Regions from separate parts of the Sus scrofa genome. Here region 2 is linked to region 1. The links are chromatin contacts, called in public HiChIP or PLAC-seq maps. All regions are on one chromosome and are shown on one strand. Each heading gives the region's core, a stretch centred on a gene start, on an enhancer-like site or on the middle of the called end of the contact. The rest is flanking DNA. Distances are from core to core; before and after follow the strand shown. Region 1 overlaps AP2B1 (adaptor-related protein complex 2, beta 1 subunit). Region 2 overlaps RFFL (E3 ubiquitin-protein ligase rififylin).

Region 1 (4,349 bases), core at 818-3,317:
TAAACATCCTATCACACACCTACTAAGATCTGATTAATTATTAAGGTTAGGAAGAGGGTTTCTTTTCTTCTTTCACCTCTAGAAGAAACAGAAGAGCAAAAGTATGGAGTTCCCGTTGTGGCTCAGTGGTAACAAACCCCAACTAGTATCCACGAGGATGTGAGTTCGATCCTTGGCCTCGCTCAGTGAGTTAAGGATCTGGCGTTGCCAAGAGCTGTGGTGTAAGTTGCAGACGAGGAGGCTTGGATTTGGTGTTGTTGCAGCTGCGGCCCAGGCTGGCAGCTACAGCTCTGATTCGACCCCTTGCCTGCGAACTTCCATATGTCACAAGTGCAGCCCTAAAAATAAGGGGGAAGAAAGGTAAAAGCTCAAGGCTAGGCTGGTCAGTACTTTAAGGCTGTGACTTCCTGTGGCCCTCAGAGCATTAGCTCCATCTGTCAAATGTCTACTCTGGCTCAGAAAAGCTATTTAAAGTGTTGGTGCTATTGTGATTAGAGCAGATCAGCTGGAAAGGACAGTATTTTTAGCTCTTAGCTAGACCCAGGGTGTTGAATCAGAAGGCACTAAACCTGAAATGTTAATAGAGCCCTCAGACTGGAAGGAAATGTAAAGGCCAGGGCACTCCAGACCTTGGGGTGGAGGCAGAGGAAAAGATACAATTAATTGGAGCAAGTGGTTTTGTAAGAGATTAGCAGTGATTCAGTGTGGGAAATGATGGCCTTGGGCTCCTGGAGAAAACAAAGTGGCTGCCCTCCCCTCTGCTCCATGTGCCACACAGCCATAGAGCCGTGTATCACTGGAAAACTGATATGCTGGTATTTGGAGCACCCAAGGCAAGAAGGAACTGGCACAAGGCCATGGCAGAACTGATCAGAACTGAATCTGCTCTGGGAAACTGTTCTAGTTTACATCAGAAGACACAGCCTCACTGGGACAAAGGCCAGATACCCCCTCTTTGGCAAGATCATCAATGTACACCAAAGTGTAATCTGGAATCTTTTTCTATTACTCTGGGAGACCAGATCCAAACTTCCATTTTCTTTTTTTGAAAAACTATGTCCTTTTCATATCGGATCTCTGAAATTAAATCTGCTTTCCAATTACTCCAGCCCTTCCCTGCTCTCCATAGGCCAGAGGTTCCCAGGTTGGGCATGTTCAAGGAACACTGGTGTTCCATAAGGTGCTAATGATAAGCATTTTGTGATTTTAAATTCCATAGTCAAATAAATTCAGTTAACGTTGAGTTATACTGGTTTCCTCAACGAAGGAGGCCTCGGCTCCCAGCGTGCTGATGGGCAATGCAGGAGCTCCTAGGAGGTACACATCACACCCTGTATTTTCCAACTTTAGGGGACCACAGAACCCCTTTTCTGAGGGACAAGTGTTCTCAGGAACATAATACAGAATTGCTGCCTTAGGACTGGCTACACGAGGGTGCCTATAACTAAGGGCCCGGTCTATTCCAAGCTGGTACAGAGACTGCTGCTTTAACAGTATCCACTCTGGTTCTCGCCATAAGCCACTGTGGATTCTGCACTTAAAGCTTCCTGAAAAACAGCTTACACTATGGAAAAAGTTGCCCAACGTCCCATACTCATCACATGAGGTTTGTGGTGACTAAGCGGGAGCCTTGGAGAGAGAAACAGATGACACCATCACCTACCTAGAAGATGGCCAAAAAAGCAGCTCAATTTAAGTACTTTTGTGGTGTGTGTGTAGAAACTCAGCAAAAATTTGGTTTTGTTTAATAACTAAAACCAGTTAGGATGAGAAACCTAGCCCAAGAATATGTTCGAAAGAAGGCCAATGTGGTATGCCTGAAGAGAATCAACTAAACAGTCATTAAAATGGACATTATAGATGACCACTTCCTCAAACACCTCTCCAAGGGCTCAGGAGAAGCCCTGTAAGAAGAGATTTGTCTGAATACAGAGGATGAATGCATCATAGAGACCCCCCATCAAGTTTTAAAAGAACAAGCTGAGAGGACAGCGAGCTGTTTTCTTTCTTTCTGTACTGCCTCTTTCCCCCACAGCAATGCTCCAGCAACAGTGGGAGGAGGGCAGCGTGCCGGAAGGAGGAAATGCTGGTGAATGAAGAAAGAGGCAGCACTGACCAAGCACCAAAGCTCCCTTTCATTCAAACTCATAAAGCCTGGTACTAACCTCAAAAAAAGAGAGACTGGGACAAAGGAAAGACCCTGAACGGCCTAGAGCTCCTTCGACTCCTGAGGAACACTTCAGTGAGGCAAAGAGCTATGGACTGATAGCTGCTACTGTTCCTCCTCTTGGGTTTCCTCTTTGATGTTTTCTAGTGCAGTAATAAAATTAACTACAAAAGGGACTGGAGCTTTTTAAGGGTCATTAAAGAGGTTAGTATCATCACGTGCAAGCCCACGCAGGCAAGAAAGAAAAAGGCTACCAACTAGGCTCTAATAAGCTATGAGGTATTTTTTTTTTTAATTCAGTAAAGCACATGAAAAGGTGTTCAATATTATCAGAAGAATGCAAATTAAAATTATAATATGATCTTACTACACTTCAACCAGAAGGGCTAATATTAAAATACTAAAACTGACAGTTCAAAGTACTAAGGACAATGCAAAATAACTGAGACTCTTGTTAGGGGGCTAAATGTCAAAATAATGGTGTTATCAAGTGGGAAGAGGCATGTGGAAATCTGCTGAGATGCTAAATATATTCCACATCTTAATTTGGTGGTGGATACATACATATGTAATCGTAAATCTGTTAGCTCATTAAGTAAATCCAGTACCTACATCAAAACATGCCAAGTTTATGATTAACAGATGAAAACTAATAATATATAGAATGGATAAACAAGGTCCTACTGTATAGCACAGGGAACTGTATTTGATATCCTGTGATAAACCATAATGGAAAATGATACACACACACACACACACATACACACTCTAAATCCCTCTGATGGATCACTGAGTAACTCTGCTGTACAGCAGAAACCAATACAACATTATACGTCAACTACACTTCAGTAAAATAAATGAAGAGGTCGGTCAAGAAAAGACAAAATTTTCAGATATCTCGAATATACTAAGAGGAAAATGAAGTTTAGAGGCATCACTCACCAGCATTTAAATGACATTCCTTAATCTGAAATTGAAGTTCATTTTCATTGGGAATATCCTTCCATGTTGCAAGGAAGACCTGGCGCTCTGTATGGGGAAACAGAGGGAAAGGATGGATGTGCACGATCTGCCAGTACTCTGCTAAGGCCTTGCCACTGCTCCTGTGGAGTGCTGGCTCTTGCAGTACAGCCAGCGGGAGACTGAGAAAGGAGCCAGTTCTTAGCTATGCAGAGGTGCTACACCCCAGGTCAATTAATCCTTCAAGAGTAGCACTAAGATACACCAGAAAAGAGTTAGTTTTGGCTCTACTGCTCTCCTATTTGGTTTTCAGTAAGTCTTGTGACCTTTCCAATACTTAGTTTCATCATGTATTATTACATCTGCCTACTCTACCTAAAGAGCTATTGTAAGAATCAAACCAATGAAGTGCCTTACAAACTTAGAATATACCAACATAAGCTAGTTTTATCAGATGTTGGCTTCCTAAGTAAGAAAAAGATAAGTATCAACAGCCACATGGGGAATACTCGATTCTTATCTTGAGACAGTAGGAACTTACAGGGCTAAGTGTTAGATCTGCTTGTATTATCGCAAGTCATTATAAAAACTATTTCTGCTTTGTAATTTTGGAAACAAACTCAGAAAAAAAAAATTAAGCACCTTGCTACAGTCACACAACTGATAAGCAGCCAGGCTGAGATTCAAATCCACATCTACTTGTCACCAAGCCACTTACTCTGTATGCTGGGGTGACTTGCTTATTCAGATAACAGGCATTGTGATTTAGAGACCAATAGCAAAACAGGATCAACTGTGACTCAGGTGAATACATATTTAGCAATTATTAGAGCTTTAGAATAGCTTTCCACCATTTTTTTCTTGTCTTTTTTAGGGCTGCACCTGCGGCATATAGACGTTCCCAGGCTAGGGGTCGAATCGGAGCTGTAGCTGCTGACCTATGCCACAGCTCGTGGCAATGATTCCCTCATTTTTTTCAACCTCAAAATAACTTGTACTTCTGGGGCTACACTCTGCCTGACCTTCAGAGGAAGGGCAAAGGTCTATTTGGCAGAAGGACAAGAGAAAGTACTTACCCATTTTGCCATCTTCTACAAAAAGCACGTTCAGTGGAATGAGGCAGCTGAAGTAGAAGACATCAATATTGTTTTTCACCGCCACCTGCCAGGAAAGTAGCAAGGGGAAATTAGGACATGATAGGGAGCCAGGTAGGAGGGAAAGA
Region 2 (4,349 bases), core at 1,018-3,517, 270 kb after region 1:
ACAGCCAACTTGCCAGATGTTTCATTTCTCCATAGCTGATGCGCTTATTGGAAATAATGGATGCTTAATAGGCAATACAATTTAGTCACAGGTCTTGGGCTGAGTTCTTGGAAGGCAGAAAAACTGCTGAACTATAGAACCGTCTGATTTAAAGCAGAATGGGAGCGCGAAATACTAGTTAGGGAATTAAACTTGGGGAAAGTAACAGTTCAGGAAATAGATAAACGTAGTTTTGAATCCCACTGTGTTTGAATCCCACCTCCTGCCTATGCTACTTTAGACCCTTTTACTGAATCTCTGTGGGCTTCATTTTCTTCATCTGCCAGATGAAAATAATACCTGGTAGCATTGTTCTGTGGATGAAAAGAGAAAATCTGTTCTTTGTACGCTGTGCGGAACTCAATGGATGTTCTCGTCTCCCCCTTTCTCCTAGGGTTTTTTATTCCGTAGGCTTAAGATGTCTTTCTAAATCCGGCCTGGTCTTTATCTCTTTCCAGGAATATCTACTCAGTCAGCTTTTTTAGAAAACGTATGAAAGAGTGAGGACTAAAGTGAAGAAGTAGAGAAGATGGGTAAGAGGAATGAGTCATGGGGCATTTGAAAACATTTTTTTCAACGCGTGGAGTGTCAGAATTACTGTCTGCAGGAATAAATTAAAGACATTTTCCCAATTCTGCCTCAAGGATCTGGGCCCGGCCCGGGAGCTCAGATCAGGCCACTAGGCTTTGAGGGGGCCCCTTGAAGTAGCACCTGACGTCTCTTTTTTCCCTTATCTCTTCCCCCCGCCTCTGCCCCGGGTGCTTTTGTTTCTCTTTCCTTCTCGCCTCCCTTTCCACTCGCCAATCATGCTGCAGTCATCACCGACCAGGCCCCTGGAACCCAAGCTAAGAGAGGTTGCTGGTTGCTAACACCTGTCTCCCAGCTAAATGAATAGGCTCTTTTGTGAGCTAGATGTTAAAAAAGCTGATTAGTACAATACTGGCTTAAAGGACCTATTAATGGTACAACATATGGAAATCACGGAGAGATTAAAGCCGTTGTAGAGATTTGTTTCTCATACTCTACTTTAAATTTTTTTTTTTTTTTTAATTCTGAATTAGGGATGCTGGCTGAATTTTCCCTTGTAAACCGTGACTCTGTTTATTGCCCAGACTAATTTTTGTCATATCGATTGGGAATCATTTATATTCTAAAGAAGTTTCTACCCTTAAGGGCCTTTGTATTCTTCAGCAAATGTCAAACTAGTGTGTAATAGAATTAAAGTTTTGTTCACTGTGCTGCTGACATAATTAGTTTAATTTCTGCTCCTTATATGCTTCTCTTGGCAGCCAGGAAATTAAAATACTAGATTTTGTATAAAACTGCTTTTTTGAGGGGGTGATTTTCCGTCAGCTGAATGGACTTAGGCCCCAGGGTACATTTTTTTTGAAGATGTCTTACTCAACTTTCCTGTAATAGTCTCTTTCTCTCGACAGAATTAATGTATTAAGACACATAATTGGCTACTTAAGCATTCAGAAGAGACAATATTTGGCCTTTACCCCGTGATTATATTTTTTCCTATATCTCTTTTGAGGAAATGTATGTAATTTTTGGAAACCCCTAAGCATATTACAGTTACACGAGCATGTGAACTTTTGCAAAGACTAGAGAATGGAGTGGTTTTCTCTGATAAGCCATAGGATTTAATTCTCTCCCCAAATCATTGCTCTGTTCCTTTTAGATCATAGCGTTTGCAGACCTGATGTGAAAGTAGAAAGGCTGTGATGCCTTGGCAAATCCTCTTCACAGGTTTTCTGTGATACGAAAGAACTGGCTCTAGTCTACAGGGACAGAAGTCACTCTCAAGGAGACTTTACATTTAATTATCCTAATCCACACTTAATTTCCTACAGGATTCTTGGAGAGATTTTTTACCACGCTCCTGATTTCATGGAGTTATGACCTATGAAGTTTTTTTTTTTTTTTAAATCTTGGTTAAAGCTGCTAACTTTTTTTTTTTTTTTTTAATGGAAAGTGACCTTGGTCTGGTAATTTCTCCATTGTCCTCTCTTATAAAAAGAGAAGCAAAACCTTCTTGCTCTCTCAGCAGCCTTTTTCAGTGTCTATCCCCCATGTGCTGGATTCGAACTTTACAAAAGTTGTGTTGAGCTAGTGTTACTTGACTTTTGAAAGCTGCCCCCTCTGATGCTACAGGTTAAGCCTGCACCTCCTGGTTTAACATTCAAATGCCTTTTCTGGAAGTGCATACCTGTGGTTGTGGAGTGGTCGGTTCTCCCTGGGGCAGCCCTTTCTAAGGGTAGGGGAAAGCTCACCCCTGTTTGAACTACTTGGAGCCAGTTCTGATTTGCTGAAACATTTTAACTGTCTTGATCCACTTTGAAGAAATGTTGCCTAGTCATCCTGAAACTTAACAGGAAGTTAGGCCCACTGGAGGCTCTGTTGGCCTCTGAGTGGTTAAATGTAATTTGCCAGTAATCAGTACCATTGTTTATTTGCAACTGCTGGATTATGTTAAAGGACTTGGGGAGAAAAAAGCATTTCTTAAGCAAATGGAGCAGCCTCTTCTTGTTTTTCCCTTTTCATTTACTTTGAAAAATTGGTCTAGTCTTAGTCCTGATCACATGTCTACAGACTTAATGGCACACGATTCACTGCATTTTATGATATAGGAAGGCCTGTTGTCCCTCCAGCTATTTCTGTGAATCTTCCCTTTAAAAAAAAAACAACAAAAAAAAAACTTTCATAGTGATTAAGATGTCTACTTGAGAAATAACCAAGCTTCATCCTCAGATGACTTCCAACCTTCTCCTAGGTCTTGAGTCAGTGGGTCCATAGCCAATGAATTAAACCCCCTTTTGACCATGCTAAATTATTATTTTTTTTAATGTCAGTGGTTTTTAGTAATTATTAGTAGAATTAATAAACATGGCTTGGGAGTTCCGGTTGTGGCTCAGTGGAAATGAATCTGACTAGCATCCATGAGGACTCAGGTTCAATCCCTGGCCTGGCACAGTGGGTTGGGGATGCAGTGGTCTGTGGTGTAGGTCGTGGATGCGGCTCAGCTCCCACAGCATTGTGACTGTGGTGTAGGCCAGCAGCTACAGCTCCAGTTCAACCCCTAGCCTGGGAACCTCCATGTGCCTCAAGTGTGGCCCTAAAAAGACCAAAATAAGTAAATAAATAAACATGGCTTTTTAATTTTACTTTTTATTTTATTTTTTTATCTTTTTGGCTGCGTCTCAGGCACATGGAAGTGCCCAGGCCAGGGTCATACTCCAGTCACAGCAGTGACAGCTCCAAGCCCTTAACCACTGAGCCATCAGGGAACTCCTGACCATGCAAAATTATTATCTTGCCTAGTGTGAAAGAAGATCCACCGGAGCATGAGTCTTTATTCTAAAATGCTGGACAAAAGGAGTGTTCTGACTTGGGGGAAGCGGGAGGAGTGTTTCCCAGGGCTTTAGAGGAATGAGTCAGCTGAAGTACAGCTACTTTGAGGAAACCTTAGTCAAGGATGTTTATCAGGATTGATTTTGCAGGCCAGCAGCCCAATTGTTTGGGCAATTTGGATTTTATGGAGGTGAAGAGGAACGGTTAGGGATTAAAATGTGGGGCAAGGGGTGTGGGGTAAGAAGGAATAACTGCAGGAGTTCCCGTCATGGCTCAGCAAAACAATGACTAGCATCCATGAGGATGGTGGTTTGATCCCTGACCTCGCTCAGTGGGTTAAGGATCTGGCGTTGCCATGAGCTGTGGTGTATGTCGCAGACATGGCTTGGATCCCATGTTGCTGTGGCTCCGATTTGATCCCTAGCCTGGGAACCTCCATTTGCCGTGGTGTGGCCCTAAAAAAAACACAAAAAAAAAAAGGAGTAACTGCAGGGACGGGACCAGGACTTGCCCAGCCCACTTTGGAAAATTCTTAGGCCTTCAGGTTCTCTCACTTTTGTCCACCTCTCTTTCTACCTTTTGGGCGTGACTAGATTCAGATACCCTCCTCTATCGTTTGATCATATCCTGATGGAAGAAACTGCATAACCATTCTGTGTCAGAGCCGAAGGTGACCTTAGCCAGGGTTTGCTGTAGGTCAGATGGGGAGAGGGGCGCCCAGATGTTCCCAGAGAGCTGGACAAGGGGCCCTCCGCCTTCCCTTCCACCCTCCCCACGTGGTTGGACCCAGCACTCCAGGTGACTCTGAGTCATCGCCCGCACGCCCATTGCTCTAGCTCAGTGTTTCCCAACTGTCTGGACTGTTGACACAGTTGGTGACCAGCCCTTAAGGAATCCTGATGGCGAGCCAGCAGTTAATGGGGACATAAATATGATCGTTCTGCAGCTTTACCTCT

Evidence for each region. HiChIP or PLAC-seq counts read pairs in DNA pulled down with a chosen protein or histone mark.
Region 2: an H3K27ac HiChIP or PLAC-seq map of alveolar macrophages shows a contact between it and region 1. The contact joins two enhancer-like sites. A contact is called at or near these places in 1 of 47 Hi-C or Micro-C datasets (liver) and 1 of 2 datasets of contacts at active chromatin or transcription factors (alveolar macrophages).

Annotation. Positions count from the first base shown.
Region 1 is chr12:39,812,729-39,817,077 of Sscrofa11.1, forward strand. AP2B1 (adaptor-related protein complex 2, beta 1 subunit) reads right to left here. Exons shown (of 22, transcript NM_001243183.1): 19 at 4,204-4,288; 20 at 3,110-3,196. Among named protein-coding and RNA genes, the nearest start is that of RASL10B, 20 kb to the left of the region's middle. Within about 2 kb of position 2,068, at least 18 of the 83 cell types and tissues checked have an H3K27ac peak or open chromatin away from gene starts, as enhancers often do. A contact at or near this core is called in alveolar macrophages, where this site is marked.
Region 2 is chr12:40,079,199-40,083,547 of Sscrofa11.1, forward strand. The region is part of intron 1 of RFFL (E3 ubiquitin-protein ligase rififylin); the gene reads left to right. Among named protein-coding and RNA genes, the nearest start is that of RFFL, 6.1 kb to the left of the region's middle. Within about 2 kb of position 2,268, at least 13 of the 83 cell types and tissues checked have an H3K27ac peak or open chromatin away from gene starts, as enhancers often do. A contact at or near this core is called in alveolar macrophages, where this site is marked.